Linked DNA regions of Mus musculus: region 1 is linked to region 2. Evidence: chromatin contacts called from public HiChIP or PLAC-seq data. All regions are on one chromosome and are shown on one strand. Each heading gives the region's core, a stretch centred on a gene start, on an enhancer-like site or on the middle of the called end of the contact. The rest is flanking DNA. Distances are from core to core; before and after follow the strand shown. Region 1 has its middle 23 kb from the start of Ahi1. Region 2 overlaps Pde7b (phosphodiesterase 7B).

Region 1 (7,029 bases), core at 3,499-5,998, 460 kb before region 2:
ACATTCCATTTATGATGGTTTGTATATGCCTGGCCCAGGGAGTGGCACTATTTGGAGTTGTGGCCTTCTTGGTGTGGGTGTGGGCTTGTTAAAGTAAGTGTGCCACTGTGGGCATGGGCATTAAGACCCTACTCCTAGCTGCCTGGAAGTCAATACTCTGCTAGAAGCCTTCAGATGAAGATGTAGAACTCTCAGCTCTTCCCACACCATGCCTGCCTGGATGCTGCCATGTTCCTGCCTTGGTGATAATGGACTGAACCTCTGACCTGTAAGCCAGCCTCAGATGTTGTCCTTATAAGAGTTGCCTTGGTCATGGTGTCTGTTTGCAGCAATAAAACCATAACTAAGACACCATGACATGCTTCTACACATTCACATTCAGACAAACATACTCACAAACAAATATGCCTGAATAAAATAAAATATATTAAATACATATTTTAATTAGCTTTATTTTAATGTTGCTGGTGCTTTGTGGAAAGCTATGTTCCTAAGGAGCATAACTTTTTTTGATCCAAAAGCTTTTTTTTCATATTAATGAAGCTCGTTCTTTTACAATTTACACATGTGTATAATGAACTCTGATCATTCTCTCTTCCTGCTGTCTTAGATCCACCCTCTATCAAGTCTCCTCCTTGCTTCCAGTCTTTCTTCAGTCTGTGACTTTTGGTTTTATTCTGTGACCCCTTTTATATAACCAGTGATCTGTGTGATCATCAGATTGGACTATCCATTGGAGCCTCAGTGGACATGAGAGGAGACCAGTGGTCACACAGTCAAGACAACACCTCACCAGTAACAATTCTGGGCAACACTGCTGTAGCAGTATCTTGGTCATGTGCCTTTTTATATGAATATCTCTTGTCTTGAAAACTTGTCAAGAGAAAAAAACATCTCTCTTTAGTTTTCATTGCCTTGGGCCCAGTAGAAGTGGACATTTATTTAGTACTTATATTTCATTAAAATGTAGCATTCCAATTTAAAGGAATACATTTAAACATTTTTCAGGTTAAATAAGGATAGTTTATGATTAAATCATCTCATTGTTTCTTAATGTGTTTATGATATATCAGATGTCTTTTTACTGCCAGTTTTCATCAAGCTAAGTCATTTGCCATTGATATAAACAAAATTACTCATAAATTCTTTGGAATGGTTTGACTGTCCCTCAAACCATTCCAAATGTGGAAACATTCATTCAGCAAATGTTTACTGAGCATTTATTAACTGCCAGGTGCTACTGCAGCAGCTGAAGATGCGGGGGCGAATAACATAGAAGCAGTGGTTTTTGTTCCTGTGAAGGTAGATTCTAGCACCAATAAATAATAGAGGCAATGCAGAAAATAAGTCAAGAGAGAGATCATGGATGCAGGAGAGTCTGTACTTCAACGTATGGAGTTGGGGAGGCTACATCATTAAGTGAAAGGTTAGCAAAGATGGAAGAGTGGGACGACCATGATCTTGGCCAGCCTAAACCGGGTGGAAAGCGTGGGTTAGCTGGAACACAGTGGCACAGCTCATTCCTTTTAAAGTTATCTGAAACAAAGGCAGGGCTTCCCTGAGCCTCGCCATTCCAGACTTGATAGATGATTATGAGACAAGTAATTCCCAGTAAAAACCATGTGCTTGAATTTGACACCAAAGTTCCTTTCAAAACATTTTAGGATAATTTCAAACCCCTCTCCTCTTGTCACTTAGGTGACTAGTTGAGATATAAATTCTTCTGAGACGTTCTTTTCTCTTTTGTTTTGGGGAGGGGTGGGTGAACCCAGGTTATTGCATGTGCTATGGGATCTGTAAGGAATGAGATGTAAACAACATAAGGAAACTATACCATGGGTGAATGTAACCATGGAAATCAAGCCTAGAGTGTGTGCGTTTGTATGATAAAATTGAAGTAAGGTAAATAAATGCCCAATGAAGTAATGTGTGAACGCCTTAGCTATGATTGGCTAAGTGTAGCTTAAATATCCCAGTCTGGCCACCGCAACTCACTCGCTCCCAAGTCCACCAACCAGGACACCCATCGGTGAACAAGCCCTCATCGTGGACTGAGCTCCAGCTGAACCCGAATGCAGAAGGACACGTCGAGAACCTCACCTGACATGCCACCATCAAGCCAGGCTAACAACATCGGGCCAGACCATCTGAGGCTCCCTCCCGCCTCTGTCCTCAATCCCGATTCGCTGACAGAATCACTCTGCCATTGAGATAATAATGCAGATTTTCCATATGTTCATTTGAGACAGGGTCTCACAGGCATGTGTGAGGTTCGTGCAGTAACTAAAGAAGGCCTTGAAGCTGTGATCCTCCTGCTTCAGCATCCAAAGCAGATTGGATTTCAGGTCTGTTCTACTAGGCAAAGTTTTTTTATCTTGTTTTTATGTTTCTGTGCCACCCTGGCATCTTCTGCCACAGACACCCATCAGCACGCTCCATGTATGTGAGGACTATTGATAGCCTTCCTAGTCATGACCAATGACCAGCTCTTATAGAAAGACAACTCTAGCTTACTCTATTTTGCCATCTAAGACTTTTACACGGGAGTCATATGCTTGGCTGACATTCACAGAACACTTTGCCTAGTAGAACAGGCCTGGAAAAAAAGAAAAGAAAAGAAAAGAAAAGAAAAGAAAAGAAAAGAAAAGAAAAGAAAAGAAAAGAAAAGAAAAGAAAAAAAATATCACCTCACTGTGGAAGCTGCAGTGTGTCTGGTGCATCACACAGGATACCTGTTTGCCCAGACAGCTTTACTTGTGAATCGCAAGGAATCATTGGTGTGGCTCTGGGCCTCTGGCTTCTGCTACAACTATCAACTACTTAAATTGTTGAATTAATCAAACATGGGGCTTCTGGGCTAGTTATTGTCTACCATTCCACTCCCCATGCAAATCCTTTCTCTCTGCTCCAAGAGGCTCTCTGCTCCACTGTGGTCGTCACCTTTCCAGATTTCCTTCCCCTTTGTCTATTGGGTGAGCCAGCTGGGGTCATGGCGCAGCCTGGAAAGGCAGGAGAGAGAGAGAGAGAGTGGTGTTGTGGAATCCATCTTTCCCAACTTGTGCACAGTTCCAGCAACGGCTGTGTTCCTCAACAGCTGGAGCTTATCCTGGGTCATCCTCTCACTGGTGCTCGGCCTTAGCAGCAGTCTCTTCATTTGCTCTTCATGGTCCATGGACTGGTAGTGGAGTCTTTCTCGCCAAGCTCTGTGTTCTGTGATCTTCACCTATCCTGTTGGTAAACCTAAATCTCTCATTAAATTTCAAAGAAATAGGAGGCCCTTTTTTTCTTTCCCTTTCTTCCTTCCTTCCTTTTTCTTTCTTTCTCTCTCTCTCTCTCACTCTCTCTCTCTTTCTTTCTCTCTTCCTCTTTCTTTCTTTCTTTCTTTCTTTCTTTCTTTCTTTCTTTCTTTCCTTCCTTCCTTCCTTCCTTCCTTCCTTTCTTTCTTTCTTTCATTCTTTCTGTTTTTGAGTATGCCATCTTTTAATTCTGACCCAGACAGCTATTTTCAAAAGAGATGAAGCACAGATTATTGGCTTTAATAAAGCCACTTTAAAGCTTTTATACGAAGATACTTACTGAAGCATCACAGTTAACAGCAAGCTGAAAACAACTTATATACAAATGTCACATCAAAATGATAAACCATTTTCATCTCCAAAGTGAGACATAGAAAGAGTAGAAAACATGGGACTAGAAGAAACAATCTCAACATGAGACACACCTTTATTGCAACCATGTAAAATTGCAAGTGTATTTGGATGAGGGTTAGACCAAATATGGAGATAATTGTGTTTGGGTATAGATTGCCTGATTTTTTAAAAAAATTAAAAGTTAATTTAAGTAAAATTTAACTCTTTAAGTGCTTCATTATCATCAGTATTATGATATAAGTATTGCGCTTAATATATATCAAGATAAATGCTCCAAGCAATGGAGAAAAAATAGTAAATATTAATATTCTTCCTCTTACATGCTTAATTATAAACCCAGACATAACTGACCTGGCTTTCAAGTTGAGCTACAAGCTTTGTATTCTGGAAATATTATTTTATGGCTAATCTTTGATAATAATCAAAGCATATGCTCTTAAAGCTAGCTTTAGAATGAACTGTAAGTAAAGGAGAGTGTGTTAGCTTGTATTCAGCTTTATTCGATGCCTTGGCTCTGAGCTTTGCAATGGGCATTCGGTAGCCTCTAGTTTTATGTGCTTGTTTTTCAGAATATCCAAGTTTCATATTTTAGTTAATATGTTCAAAGTCATAAAGTCATGTTAGCGTTCAAGGAGACAAACTAAGAGGAAAAAAATTGTTTAGCAGAGCCTTAGGTTGATTTTAGATTCTAGATTTTAGATTAGTAAAAAGAAAGTTAATGCCTCTGATGACTAAGGAAGTGCTTTTGTGATGTGCACGCTCTTCTGTAGCATTCTGAAAATGGTGTTCCAGAACACACGAACATAGTGACATTCAGTGAAACACAGCGACAGAAATCCAAGCAATGATGCCAACGCTACCACAGCTTAGATATGGTTGCTGGACATTTCCATTCAGTCCACTTTTAGGTTTTCTCCTTGTCCAATAGGAAAGCACTCAGATTCATTTTTTGCAAGAATAGACATTCCTAAGTTGAGATGGGAGTTTGGCTCTTAGGCAGACACTACCACTGAATCCCCATATCACAAAGAAAACCTGTCGGAACTCTATTCCTGAAATGCTTTATTATGGACTGCTAGCAAATTACCCCACAAGAGGTCACCAAAGCTCTAGTCTTTTGTGCGTGCTTTTCTGAATTTTGTCCTTCCTTCCATCCAACTGAGACAGATAATACGTGTCTTGGTTCTTGTTTTCTTTTGGTTTTTGTGAGACAGGGTCTTGTCTTGTAGCCCAAGCTGTCTTCAAATTCAGAGCAGTCCTGATGTTCCCGTTCTTCCAAGTGCTGAGAGTGTAGGCATGAGACTCCATGCCAAACTTTGTTTTCTACCTCAGAGAAGCGATGGAGAATCCTGGTTTATTTTGGACCAAATCAGCTTATAGAAGACTGTAGCTCTCTAGGCCAAGTCTATACCATGGGTTTCAGAGAAGTTCTTATTACAGCGTACTGTTTTTATATTTTATTTTGGGGATTTTAATTACAACATCTCACCTCTCCCTTCCCTCTAAAGCCTCCCATTCCTCTCCCTGCATCCCTTCAATGTCTCTTTGTTCACTAATTGCTATTGCATGCATATAAATACATGTACATATACATATAATCTTAACATCCTTGCCTAGTAAGATTGCAGGTGCATGTCCTGCCAGCAAGTGTCACAGTGACATCTTCCTTATGGTCTCATTTGTGGGGGCAGAGGCTGCAGGTGGAGACTTTTCTGACACCATACCTCCAGTCTCTAAATAAGAATCATTAATTTAAAATACTGTGATGTAAACATATATACAAAGAAAGGTTGTATTGTTGTGAGTTGAGGATTTAAACAACCTTATAATCTGTTTCATAGGAATGGCATTAAAAAATTAAAAATATTTGGGCTGGAAGGATAAAATATCTATAAAAATGTCAACACTGTGAATTCAGAGGCTGTTAAGCAGGATGATTTCTAAGGTTCCTTCTAGCTGGGAGATGCAAGGATTCTATTTAAATTCTCATGGTTTTGAGCTGTAGAACATTCATTTTCATTTCAGTGAGGTCTCTTTAGGTGGGGTCTTTTGTGTTTTGAATAGTTGTCTTATTCAAAACACTACAGTTTGAAATTAAAAGTTGCTCCATTTAAGATTTATTTTCTGGGGCTGGTGAGATGGCTCAGTGGGTAAGAGCACCCAACTACTCTTCCAAAGGTCCGGAGTTCAAATCCCAGCAACCACATGGTGGCTCACAACCATCCGTAATGAGATATGATGCCCTCTTCTTGAGTGTCTGAAGACAGCTACAGTCTACTTACATATAATAAATAATAAATAAATCTTAAAAAAAGATTTATTTTCTGTAGTTACCAAGATTTTGCGTTATGCTTTTAACAATAGTTATCCATTTTTTAAAATCTCTAACATCTTTTTTGATGAACATAAAGTTCAAAAATGCAAGCATAATTATGTCCCCTATTTCTTTCTGGAGAAAGAAATCATTTTAAAAGCCATGATCATAAACTATAATGCCCAAATGAATACTAAAATTCATTTCTATTTGACTTTGGTCATCTCTCAGTGGGAAAAAAAAAAGGAAAGAGGAAATAGGCTAGCCAGGAAAGTGGGGCATGAGGTGCCTCTAGTGCAGTAGTTCTCAACCTATGAGCTGCAACCCCAACAGGGGTTACACATCAGATATCCTGTATATCAGATGTTTGCATTACAATTCATAAGGGCAGTAAAATTACAGTTATGAAGCAACAACGAAAACAACTTTATGGTTGGGGGGGTCACCTCAATATGTGGAACTGTGTTAAAGGGTCGCAGCATTAGGAGAGTTGAGAAACACTGCCAAAGTGGATCAGAAGGTAAATCGCATATCCAGAATTTGAAGGAATCGAAATAAGCCATTTTAATGCCACTATAATCTGCTCTACCATCCTGGGCTAGTTTAGCTGAGGAAGCACACTGGCTATCTTCAGTTTTCTCATACTAAGCCCTGTGTGGGCACATCCAGAGGACATTTCGAGTACCCCTGGGCTACAAATAACACATCATAGGTCATCAGCTTCTAACCAGGTTTAGGAGGGTATGAGGACTGCATTCATGTCTCTCTCACTTACTTTTGGCCGGCACTGAATTCTGTCCTCAAGACTGAGGTTTGTCTTGCTCTTATGCTAAGCTCACTGAACATCTGAGGGAAAGAAGGAGCAAGAATCCAGACAAGCAACGCTGAGGCCTGCTTGTGTTCTCTTGGGGTTTCATAATTCAGACATCTGATTGCATCTTACAGTTGATGGCATTGCACAGACAGTGTCTGAGTGGCAGTCTTAAGTAATTTGATCTGTGTGAGTGCAGACCTGCTCAGAGCTCTTGATACCATCAAAACAACACTTGTTTTATGAATTGTAGT
Region 2 (6,981 bases), core at 4,114-6,613:
ATCTCCACCTCCATTTTCTACCTGTTACTCAAAGCTATTCACTCATCCAGGAAAACTATTGGCCTGAAATTCCCTTTCCAGTCTCCGCAGGACTCTTCTGGATAATTCTTTCAATCTTTTCTCTTTATATAACACACTGAGACAGTCCCAGTCCCTTCACTGTATGTGGATTTGTAAGTGGGCTCAATTTGCTTAGATGCATAAGGTATGTCCCTAAGTAAACTACAAAGGTCCTAAACTCAGTAACTCTTTATAGTTAGTAGCTACTCAGTAACTACATAGTTAACTTACTGCCTCCTCAGCCTCTTACTCTGTGTCCATCTCGTTCAAGGACAGACAGACCCACAACCTCACATTATTGCAATTTTGCTTTCTCTCCCCAGATAGGATCTGATATAAGCCTTAAAAAGTAAACCATGTATAAATTTAAGCTTAAAAACTAATTCAATCTGGGAGAAACAAACAAATCTCTAAACTCCCATTCCTGGTTCTGTGTTTCTGCAGCTTTCCCACTAAAACACTTAATGGATCTCACACAACTGCCATTCCCTACCCACAATGCTCTTGGCTGTTTCTCTTTTACCACCTCCTTTAACCCTGGCCTTAAACTTCTGGCCTATGCATAAGCAAAGGGGAAAAAAGTGTATTGAATAGAAAGGCCCATTTCTTTTTTTTTTTTTTTTTAGAAAGGCCCATTTCATTTCCACATTGTTCATCAGTCCTAAGTCCAACCTGCTGTAGTAGACTAGAGACATCAGAATCAATACCTGTAACAGGTTGTCTTCTGTCAAGATTGTATTTGTGGATATTACAGTAGGTCCCTGGGACAGAGGTCATAAATGCTAGCCCACGCACTGAATGCCTGTGCCCCACCACCCCCCATGCATTTTGATAAATACACTCTTGCTGGCCATTTTCTGATAGGCCATCGCAAGCTGCTGTGGTACCACATAGGTTAGGCAGCCACAGCAAAGTCACATGATCCACAAAGCCAAACTTACCTGCCGCTGGGCCCTTGTAAGGAAAAGTTACCAACGCCTACTGTAGGTACTTCTAAGCAGATTTAGAAGGGTTTTATGACATCTCAATGGGCACATTCAGCCCAGTCTACTTTCCTTTGTCACTGTCATTTTCTTTCTACTTTCTAGAAGCATCTTTTACGTTCAAGAATGAACTTAACATTGACTAAATTTACACATAAAGAAGCAACAATATAAAACTACCCTCCATTATCGATCCTATGCACACATTCTTCCGGGGGGAACAAATCTCTTTCCATGCGCAGGGACGAAAGCACAGCCTTCTCTTACCCACAGTCCCATTGCCTATATAATAAGATGATTATGTACCTGATTAGTCTTTCACGGTCATAATTTGATTGGGGGGTGGGGAGTTCTGGATATCCTTAGTAATTACAGCGTCTTTCTTTCTAGCTTGTCCTGGTCTGAACAATAAATTACAGAGCAGACAATTGTAAGCATTTGCCCACAGAAGAGTCCTCAGTACAAAGTCACTCAAACATGACATGTAAGAATAAGTTCATGGGCTGGAGAGATGGCTCAGTGGTTAGCACACGCTGCTCTTACAGAGGACCAGGCAGCTCCAGCTGCTTTTGACTCCAATGCCAGGGGATTCCACATCACTTTCTGGATTCCACAGGCACCCACCCTTGTGAGCACATATGTACACACACACATCCATGTCATTAAAAATAAAACAAATCTTTCAAAGTAAAATGTGTTATGTCCTGGAAAATTGCTGAGAGGATAGATTTAAAGTGTTCACAACACAGACAAGTCAGTATACAATGCAAATGTGAACTGGTCTGATGTAGCCATTCCACAGTCTATAGTCTATTCAAATCATCTTGTAGCACATGAACATACATCATGCCCATCATCACTATCATCGTCATCATCATCATCAATAATAACAACAGCAACAGTAGAGTATAGTATTCCTGGAATAAGGATCTCAAACTCTTCCTCATAAGAGATCATACAGATCAGAAGTACGCGGGACAAAAGTCTTTGTTAGAAGCCAGTTTTTCTTGTTCCCATGTTCACAAGTAGAAGAGAAACATCTGTATGAGTTTCTAGAATTTTCTCTTGGGAAGTATCAGGAAATGGGGTCTCTAGCACTGTTGTGTGGGACCAGGGGAACATGGATCTTTAAAGAAGAGTTCTCTTTACACCTAAGCACGCAGAAGAGAGCAGAGGGAGAGAAAAGAGAGGCAATTATTTTTATGCCCAGGGAAGAGCTAAAACAGAGACCCAACCGTAGGAAGGCAGGAGCAGAAGAAATGTAACAGCTCTATTATCCAAAGCCGACGTCCTGTGGATGGATTTCATTTACTAGCTCTCTTGAAGGAAAAACAGGAGAGACAGTGTTGAGGAAAATGTGTGTTCAAAGACACCAACCGAGAGGGGACAGTGGCCGAGGAATCCCAATCTTGGAAGAGGAGGCAGCTCCTGGCTCCTGCCTGCAGCAACCCTTCCACAGCTCGGTCTCCTGATTTAATATAATCAGTACCCTGAGCGGATAATGACTAGGTTGAGATGTTCCCCTGGTAACCATCTCAGAACAACACAATGTGATTTCCACACCCGCTCAGCAGAGAAAGTGGCAGGCAAACAAAGCTTTCCCAGGGACTGGGAAACATTTAGGGAACTCAGAGCTTCTGCTTCTGCAAGAGCGTTCAGAGCGCAGGTTTAGCCACCAGACAGCCTGGTGCTCCACACCAGCCCAGGCTCAGCAGCAGTAGATTAATTGGTTGTTTGGCTTTTCCCACCCATTAATTTGCTAATCTTGATCTTAAGTTCTCTTCCTCTGGATTTGCTTCTCCAGGCTGGCCCATTTTAGCTGGACAGTCATGAAGTCATTTTAGTAGACTTACAAAAGTAGATGCTTTATTTTTTCCAAAGGAAAGTCAAAATATACATATGCATATATTAACTATGTTATTTTAAATGTACCCAGATATTCAGATTTTTTTTAACCTGCTGCCTAACACCCTGTAGCCACTCTTTCATTCACTGAAAGACTGTTAGGTAAATCAAAGGCCACCAACCATGTTAGAAACTATCTGGTCTTAAGTGGTATCCCCACCATCCCTTGTAAAGACAGAAAGGCAGTTTGTGCAAAGCCCTTCCTTTGTCTAAGAAAGAATTCCCAGCAGATGTTCACAGCGTTGCAATAATCTTGTACCCCTTAATGCCACCTTTACACATGCAAAGTCCACCAAACTAAAATGTCACTCTGAAAGCAGTCTCACTCCGTTCCAGCTCGCTACTCCCCCAGCAGAGAAGGGAGGCCTGAGCTGGGGCTCCCTGAGGCTTCTCACTCTTGGGAGCGCCAAGCTAACACCCCACAATTTCAAAGGTCAATATTGACCTTTCTCCAGAAGAAAGGCAGGGCTTCGGTTGTGGTTGTGGCACTTCCTGGCTCGGCTGGCCGGTGCTCCAGGATGGGCACCCGGGGCTTCTGGCCACACACTCTCCAGCTCTTCAGCTGCAGAAGTGCCAGACCAGGAGAAGGGTTAGCCACCAAATTGCCACTTCGTGGTGGAAACCAGAGCTGACGGGGCCCCAAGTGTCTCATTCCTTCCCCATCACAGTTCCATGAATGGACATTGGTGGGACACTTCCTATGGTAGGCAGCAAGCCAGGGTGCCAAGATGAATGAGATATAAGCACTACCCTTGAGCAATTTGTGGAGACATGTACAAATAGATGTTGGCATTTATGATACCCATGTAATATGTGTGCATGTAATAATAAGTAGATATAATATAAGGCACATATGTATTGTATATGATTCTGAAGTGTTACAGACTAAAGTGAAGAACTCTTGTCTTGGGACATCAAGAAGAGCTGAGGACTAACCAGAGAGCAGGAACTGAAGAGACAGAGAAGTAAAGAGGATATGTGTGCTGAGGGCTAACTTTTATTGCTGTTGTAAAATATGCCTCAAGCCATAACGCCAGGAAGGAGTTACCACAGCTGAACTTGACTAAATGAAAGTGTTGTCGGAAGCCCTTATTCAAGTAAAATCAGAGCGGAGACGTCAGGAAAAGTCATTCCAGATACCTAGCTGTCAGAGAAAAGCCATCTTCAAAATGCTGTAACCGCTCTTTCTTAAGAAGGCTTTCACCTTTTTAAGCTAGGACTGGAGGCACCATTGCCTCTTGTTAGCCCAGCCAACATCACTAAATGAGTTCACTTTCTTATCTGAATGAAAGAAAATAGAAAATTGGATCTGAGAGACCAATATTACCTCATAGTTATCATTCATCCATTCATTTAACACTCAGAGCACCCACTCTATGCTGAGAAGGGTGAGTGTGTGGCCACAGCAACAACCATAGAGGTAACCTTTATATAATAGGTTCTCCAGAAAGCTGGAGAGAAACCTGAGCCATAACGTTTATGTTCAAAGAGCTAATCATCTTGTCACAGGGCACATACACAGTCCATGAAGGGGTGTACAAGTAAATAAGTAACCTAATAACCTTCTCCTAAAATAATTAGAATAAAAAGAAAGTGTCCTGAGCAAGAGAGGGAAACAACGTGGACTCGTGCTGAGCTCTGGAACATACAGTCGAGGGTTAACTGATTAAGAAATGACCAAAATAAGATTGATTTGACACACAGACACAAAGGTCACTAAGATAGAGCAGAGCCTAAAAATTAGCAAAGAAAACATATTGACCAGAGAGAAAGTGGGCGCCTTGGAACATCAAGAAAAAGAGTTTGAACTTGATTCATTAATCCAAGAGGATTGCTAGAGAATCTCAAGAAAAAGGCTGTGCATGATCACAACAGAGTCTCTGAAAATGACTGACATCTATGTGTAGGAGAAACAGTTCGTGAAGAGAGGAACCAAAGCAGGTGGCAGAGTGTGACGCAGAAGAACTCAGAGCACAAATGGGAGGTGGCGTGTAGAAGCAGAAATACAACCTGAGGATAGTGAATAGTGGTCTCACCATCTTGAAATACTCGAGATGAGAACATCATTAAGAAACTCTGGGGACAGATAATGAGCTCAGGTGGAACCAATTGAATTTGAAAAAAGGAGTCTCTGGAAGAGTGTTGGACATAAGGAACTGCCATACAGGTGAGAAGCCTCTTTAAGAGCTTCCTTCAATACCTTCAAACCAAAGCTGCCAACTTGGTATTAAAACATATAACTAACAGTGAAAGTATTTAATTTATAGCATTTCCATAGTGTCAATATGGAAATTGTCTCAATAGTCTGCTGCCCTGGCAGGAGGTCCCGTGTGACAAACTGGTCATCTCATCCACTGCCCTTGCATCCTTTGGTAAGGAAGAGGAAGGTGAGGTGGTGATGACTAAGGACGCTCGTGAGCTGATTCCAGAGAAGGAAATGGAATCACTACTGTGGCAAACTAGAGCCAGGTCTGTGTCTCCCACCAGTTGCTTTCATTTTCTCTGGAGAGAGCTGGTTATTTCCTGTGGTGAGGGCTGACAGAAGCAGGTTCACAAATGTTTATAGTCTATTAAACAAAAAGAAGCTGAATACAAAATTACATATTTGAAAAGATCTCACATGTTTATAAAAACATGCCAACGTTCGCACACGGCTCACTGCCTGATGACTTTCGCTTTCTCCTCCCCGTTTTCCCTGCCAGCATGTGTATTCCTCTCATCATAAGAGAAAGTTGACGCTGAGTTTTATATAAAGTGAGAAGCTTTATCATAAAACACTATGATATGATCATACACAAAGTTTGAAACTTAAGAAATAGAGATGACGGTAAAGAACAAATATGATTTTTTTTAAAAGCCTTGGTTAATACTGAAATTCATAAGACAATTTGATTAAACTTTCCTAAATTCTCAGCTTTGAATTTGAGTAAATCCATAACCTCTTATGGCACACACATAAGCAAGATGACTCTAACTTAGGGAAAAATAGAACAAATATTCTTATTTAACTAAATGGTTTTCCAAATAATTTTTAGGAACATCTGATTTGGAATGGGGCCTGAATTCTCTGCAGAGTTAGCATAACTATAAATTATTTTTATCAGATTACTCACATATAAAACAATGTATTCGCTCTTCTGTGATTTTATCTTTTAAAAAGTTACCTCTTAGAGCCATTTTCACTTCATGATAATAAAATCATGAAAAATTTCCTGTCTTAAATGGCAGGGTAAAATTTGAAAATTAGAATGTAGAATCAAATTTCTTAAATATTCCTATTTTTTTCCATTTATTGAAAACAGCCTTTTTCTCGAATAGTGTATCTGATTGTGATTTCTCCTTCCAGTTCTGCCCCGCCTCTTCTCCCATCTGGAGCCACCCCCTTTCTGTGTCTCATTGGAAGACAGAAATGAAATTTTAAAACGATAAAACAAAACTAACACATCAGAATAGAACAACAACAAAAAAAATGAAACCGAAGGAAAGGAGACGAAGAATAGGCTCAAGAAGCAGATATAGACAGAGGTTCAGTAGTTGGCGCACTCAGGAATCACATAAAAACACTAAAGTGGAAGCCATACTTTATACAAAGGAACTGTAGAGTAAACGAGAAAAAATGTGTGTGTGTGTGTGTGTGTGTGTGTGTGTGTGTGTCAAGATAAGATTTAAAAAGAAAGAAAGAAAAAGCCCTAACAAAATTTTATGAGACAAGGGACCTCCAAAGATGCCATTGAGTTCCTTTTCTGTTGACCATCTACCGCTGGGCACGCAGCCTACACTTAAGAGTCGTTATTTCCCTGGTGAGGCTCCCTTGGAGGAAACTAAAGGTGGGTATCAGTTGGAGAGAACTGCTGTGTTAGGGGTAAGTGCTGTGTTCACTTCTTGCAGCTCCAGAACCCCAGCTGGCGCAGACTCTGTCCGTTCATGGGTGTGTGGATTTTGTTGCTTTTAGAAGCCTCGTTTTCTGGGTGTCCTCCACCTCTGCCACCCCTGACTCCTACACTCTTTCTACCTCTTCAGCAGAGCTCCCTGA

Evidence for each region. HiChIP or PLAC-seq counts read pairs in DNA pulled down with a chosen protein or histone mark.
Region 1: a RAD21 HiChIP or PLAC-seq map of pro-B cells shows a contact between it and region 2, with 10 times the contacts expected there. The contact joins two enhancer-like sites. A contact is called at or near these places in 1 of 15 datasets of contacts at CTCF or cohesin (pro-B cells), 3 of 484 Hi-C or Micro-C datasets (bone marrow-derived macrophages, cortical neurons and nephron progenitors) and 3 of 115 datasets of contacts at active chromatin or transcription factors (VIP interneurons, bone marrow-derived macrophages and heart atrium).

What each region holds. Positions count from the first base shown.
Region 1 is chr10:20,925,835-20,932,863 of GRCm38.p6, reverse strand. No RefSeq gene overlaps it. Among named protein-coding and RNA genes, the nearest start is that of Ahi1, 23 kb to the left of the region's middle. Within about 2 kb of position 4,748, at least 3 of the 459 cell types and tissues checked have an H3K27ac peak or open chromatin away from gene starts, as enhancers often do. A contact at or near this core is called in pro-B cells, where this site is marked.
Region 2 is chr10:20,470,668-20,477,648 of GRCm38.p6, reverse strand. The region is part of intron 2 of Pde7b (phosphodiesterase 7B); the gene reads left to right. Among named protein-coding and RNA genes, the nearest start is that of Pde7b, 74 kb to the left of the region's middle. Within about 2 kb of position 5,363, at least 17 of the 459 cell types and tissues checked have an H3K27ac peak or open chromatin away from gene starts, as enhancers often do. A contact at or near this core is called in pro-B cells, where this site is marked.